2 separate regions of the Mus musculus genome follow, and region 1 is linked to region 2. Evidence: chromatin contacts called from public Micro-C data. All regions are on one chromosome and are shown on one strand. Each heading gives the region's core, a stretch centred on a gene start, on an enhancer-like site or on the middle of the called end of the contact. The rest is flanking DNA. Distances are from core to core; before and after follow the strand shown. Region 1 has its middle 60 kb from the start of Acvr1. Region 2 holds the start of Nr4a2 (nuclear receptor subfamily 4, group A, member 2).

Region 1 (3,849 bases), core at 28-2,527, 1.5 Mb after region 2:
CCTCGTGGTCGATTCCACTGTCTCCTGTGTGAGATACGTTTCGACCCGGAGCTCCACCATTAAAATACCTCATGTTGTTACATTAAGGTGTTGTGTTCTATTCATGATTCTTGGGTGCACGACGAATCGGGAGTTGAGTGGGGGTTTCCCCACTAGGTTCTTTCACTTCCTTCCTTTTCTTTTCTTTTTCAACGGTTTTGCTTTTTTCCCCAGGCTGACCTTGAACTCGTAACAGATCATTCGCCTCCAGATGGAGTAGCTGGCATTACACTTGCATTCTCCAGTACCCATGCGGAACTCTTTTTTAAATTTCCAAGTAATAATAAACATTCCAGAAGGATGGCAGAAGCATCTGCAAGAAGTGCAGAACAGCAAAAGTAGTGTTAGACTCCGGGGAGCCTAAGCTTACCGGGGACCCCCTGAGTGAACCATGTGGAGCCGGGATCAAGCAAGAGGAATTTATTGTTCCAGCGCACTGGGGTCATCCCAGACAGGAAGGAGTGGCAGCTACTCCCCCCACCCCCTACCCCAACCCCTGTGTCAGTTAAGCGAGTTTTTATATGGTTATACGGTTTCCAGAGGCAGAAAAGAGCATCAGCAACTAGGCACAATATGATTGGTGGAACAGTGCACCATTTAAACTGATTGATCTTTAGAGAATGAGGTGACAAGGACTTCCCTGGTTTGAAGTTGGGCAACAGTCTGTCCTCCAGAATGTGTCCCCACCCTCAGGTTGGTTCCCACCTATGGGCTGAGAAATGTTAATTAGCCTTTCCCTTCTGGAGGAGTGTTTCATGACCTTCCCAAAGTCCCTGAGCTGACCTTTTCAGTAGCCACTAAAGGGAACTAACCCAGAGCTGCTCTGTTAACTCCTAGGACAGATGTGCACATCTGTCTCTCTCTCTTTCTCTCTTTCTGTGTGTGTGTGTTAAATACCCCATTTTATAAATTATCCTCTAGGATTCACCAGTCTTCCCCATGTAGCCAATGCCAAAATCCCAGAGTCCATGTCCAGGTTTAGGACCATGACATTTGCTATATCCAACTCTGTTTCACTTGGGGGTTCCCCCCCAAATTTGGCTAATCTGGGGGAGACGCTTGTCAGGCAGTGCTGACTTACTGGCTCTGGCTTTCTATCCGTTGAAAAGTGACCCCTTAGCCTGTAAGAGATGGGTTGCAAAAAGGAAAGGAGAATGGATGGCTTCCAAGACTGCCGCAACTCTCTGATTAAGCTGACCGGAGGAGCAAAGCCCTTTTTAGCATTTGAAAGGGAAGGCAATTGTATCAAGTAGCCTCACTCCACCGCCTCCAGACTTTTCTTGCCCAGAAAACAAAGAGCGGCAAAGTAAAAAACACTTCATATTCTTATTCACTAAGGGCTAACAAAAACCTCCCAGGAAAAAAGTAAAAAGAGTCCTTCCAGGGGACAGTTTGGGAGTATATTGTTCGAAAGGGCACTGGCTTGGGGACAGAATGTTTACTGTCACCCAGGGAGGGTGGGCATGTACAAAGGTTACAGCTGTCAGAACTGGGCAATTCTGTCCCGATTCACTTGCTGGTGGCCACATTATACTTGGTATTCAGCTCTGCAATGTTTTTAGATTCTTGGTTTCAGTTGAACTTGAACTCTGAGCCAGGATAACATTCATAGTCATTAAATCAGCGGGTACTGACTGAACGCTACTGTGTATCCGTCACTGTGTTAGGTGCGGGAGGAGGTAACAGCCCAGCCCAGATGTAGCATCTGAACCCTTTGAATCAATAGATAAGACTGATATTGAATAAGGAGATATATGTTATTATTGAAAGACAGCTGTGAGAAACATTAGGAGGTGCACAGTGTTCTCTATTTGAAAAAGCTTACTGAGAGAGTGTCTGATCTCATTCCCTAATTCTTCACAGGAAGAAGAAAGAAACACGCAGAAAGGCCCTGGGGAAAACGTAGCCTGGCTTAGGAATTAGAAGGTGCCTACCAAGGCTAGGGAGGACAGAATGGGTTTGAGCCCGGCAGCTGGAGAAGGTATGAATTGCCTTCTGTAAACCTTTGCTTCTGGGGCCTTTAATGGGAAAAGTCATTTTAGAGGTTTATAACCTAAAGAATTTCAGGGCCAGAGAGATAGAGAATGACTCAAGGGGTAAATGTTCTGCCTCCAATCCTGCGGACTGGAATTAAATCCCCAAACCCCTCATGATAGGAGAGAGTCAACTGGCATACCTTGTGCTCACGCGTTCTCTCTCTCTCTCCATCTCTCTGTCTCCCTCCTCTCTCCATCTCTCTCCCCGTCTCTCAGTCTTTCTCTGTCTCTCTCTGACTCTCCGTCTCTGTCTCTGTCTCTGTCTCTGTCTCTGTCTCTCTCTCTCTCTCTCTCTCTCTCTCTCTCTCTCTCACACACACACACACACACACACACACACACACACACAGTTATTTAGAGGAAAAGTGTTTATGGGCTGGTCCTTTGAGATGATGCTCACACACGGGCCTGATGACTTGAAGTTAATTAAGCCCTGCATCCAACAGATCCCAGCAAGTTGTCCTCTGAAGTGCAAGGGACAGATCCAGGGGAACCAGTTGATTAAGCTCTGTCAAAAGTCAAAGCCAGAAGTTCTCAAATTCTATGAATTGCTGGGGACATTAATGCAGATTCTGTGTAGATATAGCCTCAGATGTCTTAGATATAGCCTCAGATTCTGCTTTTGAGCACACTCCCAGGTGTTCATAGGGGAGGCCGCAGGCACACACTCCACTAACAGGTCTTGATTAGGCTGTAATGGAGCTGTAGAACAGCAGACACAGTCAAGGGCTATTCTATGGGAAGAGGATGAAAGCATTAATATCCTTTGCAGGTCTCTGCCTTGGGCAACTAGGTGGAAAGCATAGATATCCAGCAGTTTAGCTGCTGGCCTGCTCTGGGAAGCCTCCTCCTCCCCCTCGCCCTCCCATCCCCTGCCTTTCACCCCCCACCCCTTACTCCTCCTCCTCCACCACCACCACCTCCTATGGGCTAGTGAAATGGGGAAGGCTTCTAAGTCAGAAGCTCCTGGCAGCCGGTTCCCCTGCTGCTAATGTATTTGCAACTGTATACTGTAGCAAATACATTACTACAGTTCTTGCTACTTACTTGTAGCAGTGGTGTTTAACTTCAAGCTTTTATTTCCTGAGCCAGTTTATTTTCAAAACAGAGGTAACAGTGTCCATTTTAAAAACTCTTATTGACTGTGGATGGAAGCTTGAGTTGGGAAAACTGCACTGAAGAGCAATTTGGCAGAGTTTATTAAAATTGAAAATATGTATTGTCAAAGACTCAAGAATCCCAGGTAAATTTCCGAGAGACCCTTGAACAGTGCACTGAGAGTCTGCATCCAATCATTCGCCGGAAGTGCTTTTTCAATAAGAGAAAACTAGAAGTAGTGTAGATGTCCACCAGAAGACAATATGCACGTGAGTATAGTAACTGGCATTCCGAGTGCAGGAGAGTAGTTTAAACTGAAGACTCTGAATCTCCATAGATCATTATGGATGGACCTCAGAAGATGTGTCTGATGAAAGGCACATTGTATAGTGAGAAATGCAGTATGATCCATTCACTCACGCTTTCAAAGCAGACCCTATACTACATATTTTTATGGATCTGTACGTCTATGGGAAAATAGGCCAGAAGGACACAGCAGCTATGCTGGGAATAATGGATAAAGATAAAAAAAAATGGGTGGGGGGGTCACGTCTAGACAGATGATTATATCATGCCAGTAACAGAAAAGAATGACTGATTGAATCGATTCAGTTCTGTGCCTGCAGTTCAACCTTAGAAACAAAATAAAGCAAAACCAAACATAATACTATTGCTT
Region 2 (3,573 bases), core at 715-3,214:
TGAAATACAGACACAGGAAGTTTCAGGATGTCTTCCCACCGAGACTTGGGCTGGGCAGATGCAGACTCACTCAGCAGGCCCTTCAAGTGCTTCCTTGGAAATGAGTGTGAAGACTTTACCCAACAGCATCTTAAAATGAAATGTGCAGAGACAAGGTGGCTAAACAGCAGATAATGCCGCTCATCTCCCAGTGTAAATCCCTGCAGAGAAAGCATCCTGTGGGGAAATTATCCCATGAGTCTACCAGATACTGATCAATATAATGAATTGGCCCCTTTGCTGTAGATGGAAGGGCCTTTGTCATTCTACTTTATGTCAAACCTAAGAAGTCTGGGTAAAGGAAAAACACAGCATCAAAGCTTCCTCTTAATATCTCTCTTAGAGTCCAGTGGACTTTTCTCTTAGAAGGAGAAAGAAAGTTAAAAGAACTCGAGAGTAAACCGTGAAAAAAAAAATACAGATCCAACCCTTAGGAAACGTTAGCAAGGCCTGGACAACCAAACAGCCAATGTGGGAGCAAGTGTGTAGCTTTAGTAATTGCTTTTGGTTCAACACAGGATCTTAAGGGACAAGCGAATTGGTGTTCCTCCAGAGAACTGGATTTTCAACATCTTTAATGGCCCAGAGGTGATGAGAGAGATCTCTACTTTACCAGGAGTATCTTGGGTCAACTGCAGAGGGAAAGAAATATTACGCATATGATATTGGCACCAAAGTTAGAAGCACTTCTCAGCACAGCAAACTGGACACCTTCTCCACAATGCTTTCCACAGGCTGCCTACTTGCTGGGACAAGGCATTCTTGTGTCCTAGCTATTTTTTTTTTCAGATGTTCCCACTTGCAAGGCATTCTAGAGCATAGACGATCTTGTTGATAAAGTAAAGAAACCTGAACACCCTCTCCTTTGCTCCCTCCCCTCTCCGCCCCCCCCCCCACTTCTTCCACAATCTTGCTTTGCTTCAAGGAGCGGAGAAGGTTAACAAGACAAACCAGAGGACTTTTGCTTTATCTCCCCACCCCCATCCGCCGCCGCCCTTGAAAATATGTCTGTTCTGGATATTAACCCGTGGCTATGTCACAGTTTCATAACCGTATTCTTTACCTCACGCACACACTGACACACTATCCAAGGACAACATATATCAAAACCAGTCATTTCAGGCAACTTCGCTACAGGACCCTCTACCGACACTACCCTTACTCGACGATATCCGGGAAACCTCCACCAGCGGGCGAGCCGAGCGACACTGTTCCCAAGCAACACGTAAACTTTCTCTCCCGGACTGTTTCCCACATGTTCGCGAGATGGAGCCTCCTCAAGCCACAATCAATTTCACACCAAGAGCAAACTTTGCGCACATCTCCACCGGCAAGTCCGCTTCTCCTAAAACTGTGGGAGTCCCCTTGCCACATCCACCAATGAGAAGCCTGGAAACCTCTGCCGGCAGCCAACTCCCCCCCCTTTACGCTAGCACCGGAGTTCCAGCAGAGGCTCGGCGGAGCTGCGCGCGCCCACTCGCCATCCCCCTTCCCCAGCCCCTTCGCGCTCCGCGGCTCGGGCGACCACTTGCAGAGAACCCGTTCCCTGGTACGCGGAGACCGGGAGGACGCGTGACCGCGGGCGGCCCCGCCGCAGCTACTCACTTGTCCGCTCTCTTCATTCATTCAACTCCGCCGAAGTGCAGTTCCCTCCGGGAGCAGAGGAGCCCGGGTCCGCGGGAGCGCTGCGGAAGCGGGGCGCGGAGAGCCACACGCAGCCAGCCCGGCCGCAGGAGAGGGAGGCAGCCAGCGGGGCCGGAGAGAGGGACGCGGAGCTGTGCGGAGCCGCGGGGCGGACTGGCCCTGGCCGCCAATGTGCCTTTGTTTATGTGGCTCGAGCTGCTGCTGCCAACATGCACCTAAAGTCTGCGCGCGTCAGCCCGCGTCAGCGGCCCGCGGTCCAATCGCCGAGCCGCCGCGCTCCCCGGACTCCTGGCCCGCGCTCGCTTTGGTATATTTCCGACCTGACGTCACGACTGGGGCTGATTTTAAGGTGGGAACGGTTCACCTTGGTAGCCCACTTGGGTGGATTTTTTTTTTTTCCGAAAGAAGTGTGACTTCTGCAACCCAGGTCCGTGAAGTCCGTGGTGATGCTACGCTCCACCTGCCCCTCCCCCGCCCCAGACCTTGCGTCCTCACACGTGGGGAGGGTGCAACAAAAGCTTGAACGGAAAAGAACACTCGCGTGGGCCAGGTAGCTAGCACCTGGGCCGAGAGGGCAGAGGTGTGCCTTGCAGCTCCCCAACATACCCTCCTCACACCCTTTAGCAGAAGTGGAGACAGTTGTCCCGTGGCTCGTAACTCTCCAAAGACTTGGGCGTTAGATGGGATTCCCCTAGTCCGTGCATCCCCCTTCTCCCTTTTTAAAAACCCACTCTTCCTCCCGCTTCGAAGGATGAGAGGTCAGGCCCTTTCCCCTTCTTTACAGAAACTAAAAAGACGTACTATCTAAAGCAATGTGGGAGGAAGGAGGGTAGACAGTGAGCCAAGTCTTAGAGGACCCCACAAGTAGGAGTGAACTGTTGCCAGCTTTCTCTCGCAGACAATACATTAAAGGATCCGGCAACAGGTGCGCCTCCAGCCCAGAGGTGATCTGAACCATCGCCCCCAAGCCCCTCGGTCAACTCTTGACAGAGTTGACATTTCGCTGTGCCCACCAAGCCCTTCAGTCCCTTTCACAGGTTTCTGAAACGCAGGGGCTGTCGTGCCTGCAACCAAGAAGAAAGCATGGAGGGAGAAGCAGCAAGGGGAGTGGAGCTCGAGGCGGGGTGGGTCTCGCCCAAAACGGAGAGTATGTGCCCATTGCCCCAGCCCAGGGTCCGGGTGAACTGTGGGAGCGTGCCCTACCCCCGCGTTCCTCTCAATCGCCTCCAGCTCCGCTCTGCAAGACAATCCGCTCCCCCTCCTCCCAAGCGCGTGGATCTTTCTAGCAAAGGAATCGCAGATCCTCCAGAGGGCTAACCCTACTCCCAGTACCCCCGTGAAGCTGGCCAGACAGGCCTCTTCGGGTTTCTCTCAAGACCAGGAAGGGACTGAGGCCAAGGGAGAGCGACTTTGTAGGGTCCCCTTCTTCTCCCAGGACAGCGCTCCTCCTCCCCTTCTCCCGAGCGTTGGCTCGCTCCCAAGCTACCCGGGCGAGCGGTGTGTGTGTGTGTGTGTGTGTGTGTGTGTGTGTGTGTGTGTGTGTGTGCGCGTGCGTGTGTGTGTGTGTGTGTGTGTGTGTGTGTGTGCAATATACACCTCGGCCCCCTCTCGGTGATCCTAACACCCCGGGAGAACACCGCGGAACTCTCGGGGTTGTGGGGTTGCTCATTCCTAGCCTGCACCTCCGCCTTTGCCAGCTCCAAGCTGAGCGAGCCTGTGGCTGCAGAGGCGTTGCCATCGGGTGCCCTGCGGCTGCCCAGACAAGCCGCGGGCTCCACTGTGCATCGGCCTCCGGGAAACCTACGTGACCACCTTAAGTTTCCCCCAGATGTTGCGGCTGCCTCTCCAGCTGCTGCCGCTACGGCTCAGCGGTGCCCTAATGGGCGCGAG

The links. A called contact is a pair of places that touch in the nucleus more often than the background predicts.
Region 1: a Micro-C map of embryonic stem cells shows a contact between it and region 2, with 2.9 times the contacts expected there. The contact joins the enhancer-like site here to the promoter of Nr4a2 in region 2. A contact is called at or near these places in 4 of 39 promoter capture datasets (embryonic stem cells, hippocampal neurons and stem cell-derived epiblast-like cells), 1 of 484 Hi-C or Micro-C datasets (embryonic stem cells) and 1 of 115 datasets of contacts at active chromatin or transcription factors (embryonic stem cells).

Annotation. Positions count from the first base shown.
Region 1 is chr2:58,625,179-58,629,027 of GRCm38.p6, forward strand. It overlaps a transcript of Upp2 not described here. Among named protein-coding and RNA genes, the nearest start is that of Acvr1, 60 kb to the left of the region's middle. Within about 2 kb of position 1,278, at least 21 of the 459 cell types and tissues checked have an H3K27ac peak or open chromatin away from gene starts, as enhancers often do. A contact at or near this core is called in embryonic stem cells and stem cell-derived epiblast-like cells, where this site is marked.
Region 2 is chr2:57,113,074-57,116,646 of GRCm38.p6, forward strand. Nr4a2 (nuclear receptor subfamily 4, group A, member 2) reads right to left here and starts at 1,965. Exons shown (of 8, transcript NM_013613.2): 1 at 1,645-1,965.